2 separate regions of the Sus scrofa genome follow, and region 2 is linked to region 1. The links are chromatin contacts, called in public Hi-C maps. All regions are on one chromosome and are shown on one strand. The core of a region is the stretch at or near the end of the contact, and the rest is flanking DNA. Distances in the headings are between cores, read along the strand shown.

Region 1 (3,922 bases), core at 640-3,139:
TTAAAAGCAAAACAAAACAAAATGACAAAAAACGACACAGCACATCAGAATTGGTGAGATACTGCTAAAGCACTACTCCGGGAAATTTACAGCATGAATCACTTATATGCGTAAAAAAAAAAAAAAAAAAGAGTCTCAAATCAATGACCTCAGCTTCCATCTTAAAAAACGAGAAAAAGAAGAAATTAAACCCCAAATAAGAGAAGAAAGTAAATAAGTCAGAACAGAGATCAACAAAATAGAAAGCAAAAAGAGAGAAAAAGAGAAAATAAATGAAACCACAGCTGGTTGTTTGAGAAGATCACTGTTTCCTGAGTGCCTCCTATGGGTCAGGGGCTGCTGGGTCACTGGGGATACAGCGGTAAACACGATACTCAAAAACCCCAGGTACATTCCCTCAATTGGGCCTTTACAACTGTTTTTCCCTCTATGTGCAATGTTCTCCCCAGATAATCTACTTGTCTCACTTCCCTGCTTTATTTTTCTCCAAAGAACTTCTTAACGTCTGACATGCTATTTTTCTTTTTTTTTTTAATTTTTGTCTTCGTTTCTTCCTGCCTTTCTTCTTTCTCTCCCTTTCTTACTTTAGGTCTGTGTATCTTTTTTTCTCTTTCCTTCTCTCTCCTTTTCTTTCCTTTTTCTTCCTCCTACCCTTCCTCCCTCCCTGTCAGTCTATCTGCCCTTCTGTCTATATACCCCCACTAGAATGTATGCTCCACAAGACAAATGTTTTTTGGGCTTTCCTCCCTGCCTTTAGGCCACACCTAAAACAGTTCCTGGAAAGTCGAAGGTGTTGGATTATTTGTTTAATAGATGAATTCCTGCTGTTATGTAGTTTCCATTTTCTCTTTGAATGTAAGCTTTGAAGATCAGAGTTCAGAAGGTGGGATCCTGGAGTCAAAAGCCAAGTATTAATTTCGAAATAAAATCTAAGGCTCATGTAAGTTAGGCGCTGAGGACCAAAGATCATATTTGGAGGATAAAGGTCAGGAGGAGCCTGTCTGAACTACAGTTCTAACAGAGGGCTAAGGACTGGGGTCAGGAAGGTCAAATCGAGTTTTGGATGTGGAATCGATCACTGAATGTGGGTCTGATCAATGAACGCATAACTCTGAGAATCAGTTCAAGAAAGGAAGGCCAGACATTATTGGGTTAGGATCAAAATTAGATAAGAAGTTGGTTTTATCAGAGGCCAGTCTTGGGGTCAGGAAGTCAAGCATCAAAAGACAGATTTAGGATTGAAAGGTTGGGAAGTCAGGATTGGAGATGTGGGACCCTGGGGCCCGATTTGTCAGTCTAAGGTTCACTCACGTGTCGCCATCCTCAGTGACGTAGCCGAAGACGAGGGGCGCCCACGATAGTCCCGGACCCAGCTCCGCGCCTAGGCCTGGTCCTCCGGGGGCCGCTGCGTCCGGACCCAGAGAGCCCAAGCCGCTGTCGCACCATTCATCGGTGTCCGCAGCTTTCCCCAAGCACGCAACCCCAGCCATGGCCCCCGAAGCCTCAGGGGCCCCCAGCGGCAGCCCGCCTGTCGCTGGGCTCTGCCTGGAATTCTCGAGCTTCCGCCCTGCGGGGAATTCCCCAACACGCCCCCCTGACTCATCCAATCAGGGTGGGCTAAGTAGTACACGCCCCGCCCCCATGCCACATGATGACCAATCAGAGCACTCAGGTGGACTACGGCGTTCTACCTTTTCCCACACTTTCCCGGAGTCCTTTACCAGCATGGCTGTGGACGTGGAGCCCTCTGGGACTCGTAGTCCGGCCTTTGCGTGGGGGCGCGCTCCGTACGCGGTGCAGAGCATTATATGCGATCGCGATGGCTGCTGGGAGTTGTAGTTCTCTGCCTTGTCTCGGCCCCCTCCTGTTTCCGGTGCCGTCACGGGACAGAGCAGTCGGTGACAGTCCCGAGGGCCCCCGCCCCGCGCCCATGGCCGAGCCGGATCGTGAGTCGGGGACCCCGGTGGGAGGGCAGGGCTGCACCGGGGCCTAGCTGAGGGTCGTAGGCCCCGGGGCCCGAGGGCAGGCTTGGTGGGGCAGGAGATGGGGGTTGCATGGGGGGGAAAATGGGATTCCGGGGGCAGTTGCCAAGTGATCCATATTGCTAGATTGGTGGCTTTCTGGGTCGCTAGGTTTTAAGGGTCCGTTTGCCACTTCCCCCAAGTTACTAATGATCACATGTTTCTCGCACCTTAGTTGCCAAGGACCCTCGTTGCTAGGGACTTAAGATGCCGCGGTCCTGGTTGCTAAGGGTACCTGGTTGTTAGTAGCAACTGTAGGATGCCAGGGTCCCCTCCTATTGCTTCCTTTTTCTCCGAAACCAACCCCACCCTGCCCGACACACACACACACACACACCACACACACACACACACTCTGCACCTCTTCTCCCAAACCTGCCAACAGGCAGAGTATGTCTTCTCTCCTTTCTATGGCTTCCCACTGCTTGTAAACCTAATGACACACACTCTCACACTACTACACCCTTCCTAACTCCTCCTAAGTCTTCCTCCATGCCGGGCGTGCTTTACTTTCTCTTCCCTCGCCTAAACCTTCCTGTCCCGGCCTCTTTGTCCCTCGCTAACCTCTCCTCCCAGCCGTCTGCACACTGATAAGGTCCGCTTTTCCCCATTGCCGCCCTCCTCCACTTCCATTTTACACCCCCACCCCACCCGGTATGACCAGGTTGGTGAGTTTTCTTGATCCCTCTGCCCCACTAATTTGAAGCCCTTCCTTCCCCCTTAACCACTCCCTTCACCTTAACCACGTCTGCTCCCCCTCCTCCCCCCAGCCTCAGACCCTGTGGAGACCCAGACAGGGAAGGTGCAAGAGGCTCAGGTGAGATGGGGCGGAAGGGTGGCGGGAAGGAGAGAGATGGACTTCCCACACCCCATCCTGGGAGGGAGGTGGCAGAGGGGAGATGGGAACCCCAGGGCCCTGAGCTCCCTGCCCCAGTCCCTCCCCCCACCTCCTGGTTCAGCCTCCCGGGGAATGGTGGATTCTGGGGACTGTCAGAGGAGGGCGTGCAGCCTCAGCCCCCGGCCTGCCCTTCCAAACCTTCCTCTCTCCTTGCCACCCCCCACCCCATCCCTTCTGAACCTCTTTTGCACTGCGCATGGAAGAGATCTCAGAGCCAAGTGTAGGGTGACAAGGAAAGCAGCTCAGGGCACCTTGGGAGCCCAGAGTAAACTTCGTGGAGTCCCACAGATTCCAGCCAGTCCTTTCCCTGGAGGAATCCCACAGGCTGATCTAGGAGTCAGGTTGAGGTACAGACTCGCAGTAGTGAGTGTAGAGTGACTTAGAATTTTCTTAGGTGAGGTGCGAATTGGGGTCCCACGCGGAGGGTACGGCTTGTGCAAACACGGGGAGGCGGGAGAGTGAGATGCGCTCAGAGGTCAGGTGGCTGGGGTGCTCCGCTAATTATTCCCATGGTTGGCATTTCCTGAGTACTTACTCCAGCAGGTACTCTGTCTCGTGCTCTATGTGCAGCGTCTCATCTTCCCAGCATCCCTGTGGGGGGCAAGGCCTACTGTGTCCATTTTACACATGAGGGATTTGAAACAGAGTTTTTCAATAGCTTTTCCTCTGACCCTTGGCTAGAGGAGCAGAGATGGGTTTGCACCCCATGGTACCCAGCACATTGCCTTCCAGATGCCTCGCTTTGGACTCACAGAGGCCCCATTGGCACCTCCAGCTCCCCCTTAGTCCAAGTTGCTCCCACGTGCCGGGCAAGGCCCTCCTGTCCTTCCACAGAGCCTCCCTGTCTGCAGCCTGAAAGCGTGCCAGCCCACCCACAGACGTGAGATGGCAGCTCAGAGGCAGGGCAGTGCAGAAGCTGTGTCACAGCTGCCCACACATGCACAGCAGAGCCACGCTGAGGGTATCAGAGCTCCTGTCGGCCGGCCTCGCCCTCCCCTGGCTC
Region 2 (3,922 bases), core at 763-3,262, 2.2 Mb before region 1:
TAATTTTTTTGCTTTTTAGGGCCGCACCCACAGCACATGGAAGTTTCCAGGCTAGGGGTCGAATCAGATCCACAGCCACAACAACGCGAGATCCGAGACACGTCTGCAACCTACACCACAGCTCACGGCAACACCAGATCCTTAACACCCTGAGCGAGGCCAGGGGTCGAACCCGCATCCTCGTGGAACCTAGTCAGGCTTGTTAACCGCTGAGCCACGATTTGTTGATTTGCTGCTGACATACAGACAGAATGATTTCACACAGCAATACAGTCGGCCCTCTGTATCCGCAGATGGGCACCCGTGGGTCACTGTACTACATCATTGCTACATCAGCAACTTGAGCATCCTCGGATTTGGGTATCCAAAATCTGGGGGCTCCTAGAAAAGCTGAGAGATGGCTGTATAGACATCTGGCTTCTTGTGGCAGATTGGAAAGTCAGACTTGCAAACCCTGGCGGCAGCAGTGGCTGAAGACAAGTTGTGACTATGCTCTGGACGCTCCCTCTGTGCCCTGTGCTCGCCTGACATGCTCCTCCACCCAGCCCACCCTTACCAGATACATAACTGGCAGGCTTCTGATGGATTCTGTCTTAGGTCTACCTGTTTCTTTGATTCCAACTCCCCCTTATCTCCACTCCAAACCTTGAGTTTCCCTTAGTTGGGAACTCAGGCCCTCTTTCTTCCCAGTGGTGCTTGGTGCCAGTCTAGGACCACATGAGCCACAGGCCTCAGCTTCCCTCTGAGAAGTCCCAAGATTTTTCTACTCCCATCCCAGGAAGCACGAAAGGGGGAGGACAGATTTAGGCTAGAGTAAAGTCGCCACCTGGCGTCCAATGTGGGTACTTGCAGCTGATGCTTTTGGCAGATGAGGGAGAGAGAAGGAGGAGGTTTAAAAGGCCAGCGGCTAGGTGGAGTGGTTCTTGGATATCTTCTGGGTTTGGGAAACAGCAATTTGGGGGGACTGAGAGTGGATAGGAGCATCAGGTGTGGGTATGGGGAATCTACTGTAGGTCTAGGATTGGGCAGACTTGGGTTCAAAAGGACTCAGGTTTGAGGTCTAAGGCTTGGATTCAAAGAGCCAGGATCAGAGGAGTTTGGGCAGATTTCTCACCAAACAGCACAAACTTGGACTGCAACGTGCGCAGATAGAGGATGTAACAGGCGCCAAAGAAGACAGCCAGAGCTACCAGCAGCATGGGCGATGTTACCCTGGAGGAGGGCAGGGAGGCACAGTCAGGCCGCTGGGGCTGCGTCAGACACGAAGGCCCTGACCTTCTACACCTGGGGACGTCCTTAGGACCACGCAAGTCTAGGTCATGTTTGGTCCCCCTGCATCCCAGCCAGGCTGATGGAGTAGGGACCTGGTCCTCTGGGGTAAAGATCCCACAGAGCTATCCCATGGGGACAGGGCCTGGCCAGTGCAGACATGGCAGCCTGGCGGGGGCGGGGCCTGGCTGAGGGGGGCTGTTCTGGCCAGAGAGACACTCACACGCAGTACAGGATGAGGCCCAGGAACACAAACACATAGTTGCTTTGGTAGTATTCCACGTTGCGTACGAGGCGCTGGCAAAGCTCGCCCAGGTTGCGGGGACGCGAAAAACGCCGCTGGTCCACGAAGGAGCCCCAGGGGCGGATGGTAGCACGGCGCCGCTCCAGCCACTCACGGCCCGCGCCAGAGGGAATCAGTTTCGGCAGCAGGGTCCTGGGGGGTGCGGGACCAGGTCAGCGGTAGACCGGGTTGGAGCCCGGACCCCCGAGCAAGAAGGGGGCCGAGGGGAGCGGGACTCCGGGGTTCTGGGGGGCGGGGGAGATATGGTCCAGGACTCCTGGATTCCAGGGGAGGAAGGGATTGAGCCGGGGCCAGGAGTCCGGATTCCTAACTCCCCAGGGATGAGGGGCGAGAAGCCATGACTCTCGGGTCTAGGTCAGGGGGGCTAGATTAGACTTGCTTACGTGGCGCTCAGCCCTTCCGCCTCGGCATCCTTCTGCTGGTCCTTCTCGGCCGCCATGTCTGTGTTGTGAGGGGAAGAACCGCTGTAACGAGGCTGGGGCCCTCCACACCCCACGGGCCCCGCCCGAAACCGGCCTCACTCGAAGTGGCCGGAGGGGACGTGGCGCCGTTCCGGCGCCGCTGGGGGCGGTAGGTTTGTCACGGAGTATTATGGGAGTTGTAGTCCTGACGATGTCGGGGAGAGTAGGCGCCCTGGTGGCTGCATGGCTCGAGGAGCACCTTGGGAGATGTAGTCGCGTAAAGCGACGTGGGTGCCTCGGGGGCATTGTGGGAGTTGTAGTTTCAAAGGTAGGACGTGCGAGGTCAGAGAAAGTGAGCTGTCAGGAGTCAGGGTGTCGGGGGAGTGTAAAGGCAGAAGACGTCGTGTACTACCCCGAGCAGTCTCTGTACAGTGGGGACTGTGTAGGGCTGTCATTCTGACTCTAAGGATATTAAAAAAAACCGTGATTAAACACTCAGATGTTCTGATTTATCAGATCTGGGGTGAGACCCATTCACTGGCTCTTTTTTTTTTTTTGTGGCAGGCAGGGAGTGGGGTGGGTGGGGACATGCTACGTTTTCTGGCTAAGGATCGAACCCTAGCCACAGCAGCAACCCTAGCACAGCAGTGACAGTGGGGGATCCTGAGCCACCAGGGAACTCATGGACCACATTTGAATAGTGAGACTGTAGAATATTTGTAGGAATCCATTCCATCCTTCTTCAAAGGCTAGTGAGGGGGCCATGGTTGCTGAAGGGGGTTATCTAAGATGGGGAGCAAAGCTCCCCCACAACTCTGGGCTCCTAAGGATGGATGGGTTAGGATTAGGACCTCAAGGATGCCCCTGCTATGGAGAGGGTAAAGGGAAGTAGGGGAAAGTAAAGGGGTGAGTTGTTTTTTTTTTTTTTTAATCTTTTTTTATTCCAGTTTTATTGAGGGGAATGAGGGATTTTAATTTTTAATTTTTATTTATTTATTTATTGTCATTTTAGGGCCACACCCGTGGCATGTGGAGGTTCCCAGGCTAGGGGTCGAATCAGAGCTGCAGCTGCTGGCCCACACCACAGCCACAGCAAGGCGGGATCCGAGGCACATCTGTGACCTACACCACAGCTCACAGCAACGCCAGACACTTAACCCACTGAGCAAGGCCAAGGATCAAATACGCGTCCCCATGGATACTTGTTGGGTTTGTTACCACTGAGCCATGATGGGAACTCTGAGAATTTTTAAAAGACGGAGTAGTTACAACTAAAAGAACTGGATTTCTTGGGTCAGAGGTCAAAATCCAGCCTGTGTTGATTTCATCAACTCCCTGTCTTCATTGGACAGTGAAGATCATCCTGGTTCCACACTCATGGGTTAAGGTTGGGTTGAATGATCCATGTGAAGTGCTTGAAAGAGTCTTGCTATTTTATAACCACTCAATAAATGGTGATGTTGTTTTTGCCACTACATTGTCATGAATGTTATGATTATTTCTAGAGTTCAGCCTTCTCAAATATGTCTGTAACGTAGTTGCTGCTGCTGGCCCCTTGGATGTCCCAAAGAGGGACTGGTGTCTGCCACGTGGGCCGCCTGTCTCTCCCCGGGTCCCCACAGCCATGGTTCTCTCAGTCTTTGCTCCTGAATGAGCTGTGGAAAACCGGCCAGAATTCTAAAGAGATGCCCTAGAATATGGCCTCAAGAAAATTATGTGGGGAGTTCCCGTCATGGCGCAGTGGTTAATGAATCTGACTAGGAACCTGCCCTTGCTCAGTGGGTTAACGATCCGGCGTTGCCGTGAGCTGTGGTGTAGGTCGCAGATGTGGCTCGGATCCTGTGTTGCTGTGGCTCTGGCGTAGGCCGGCGGCTACAGCTCCGATTGGACCCCTAGCCTGGGAACCTCCATATGCCTCGGGAGCAGCCCAAGAAAAAGGCAAAAAGAC

The links. A called contact is a pair of places that touch in the nucleus more often than the background predicts.
Region 2: a contact with region 1 is called in a Hi-C map of liver, with 12 times the contacts expected there. The contact joins the promoter of RABAC1 here to the promoter of SIRT2 in region 1. A contact is called at or near these places in 1 of 5 promoter capture datasets (liver) and 1 of 47 Hi-C or Micro-C datasets (liver).

The regions. Positions count from the first base shown.
Region 1 is chr6:47,701,309-47,705,230 of Sscrofa11.1, reverse strand. SIRT2 (sirtuin 2) reads left to right here and starts at 1,889. Exons shown (of 17, transcript NM_001114271.1): 1 at 1,889-1,946; 2 at 2,792-2,838. The coding sequence starts at 1,931. It overlaps NFKBIB (NF-kappa-B inhibitor beta), which reads right to left and starts at 1,587. Exons shown (of 6, transcript XM_003355897.5): 1 at 1,312-1,587. The coding sequence starts at 1,490.
Region 2 is chr6:49,931,678-49,935,599 of Sscrofa11.1, reverse strand. RABAC1 (Rab acceptor 1) reads right to left here and starts at 2,012. Exons shown (of 5, transcript NM_001031795.1): 1 at 1,957-2,012; 2 at 1,493-1,705; 3 at 1,115-1,212. The coding sequence starts at 2,012.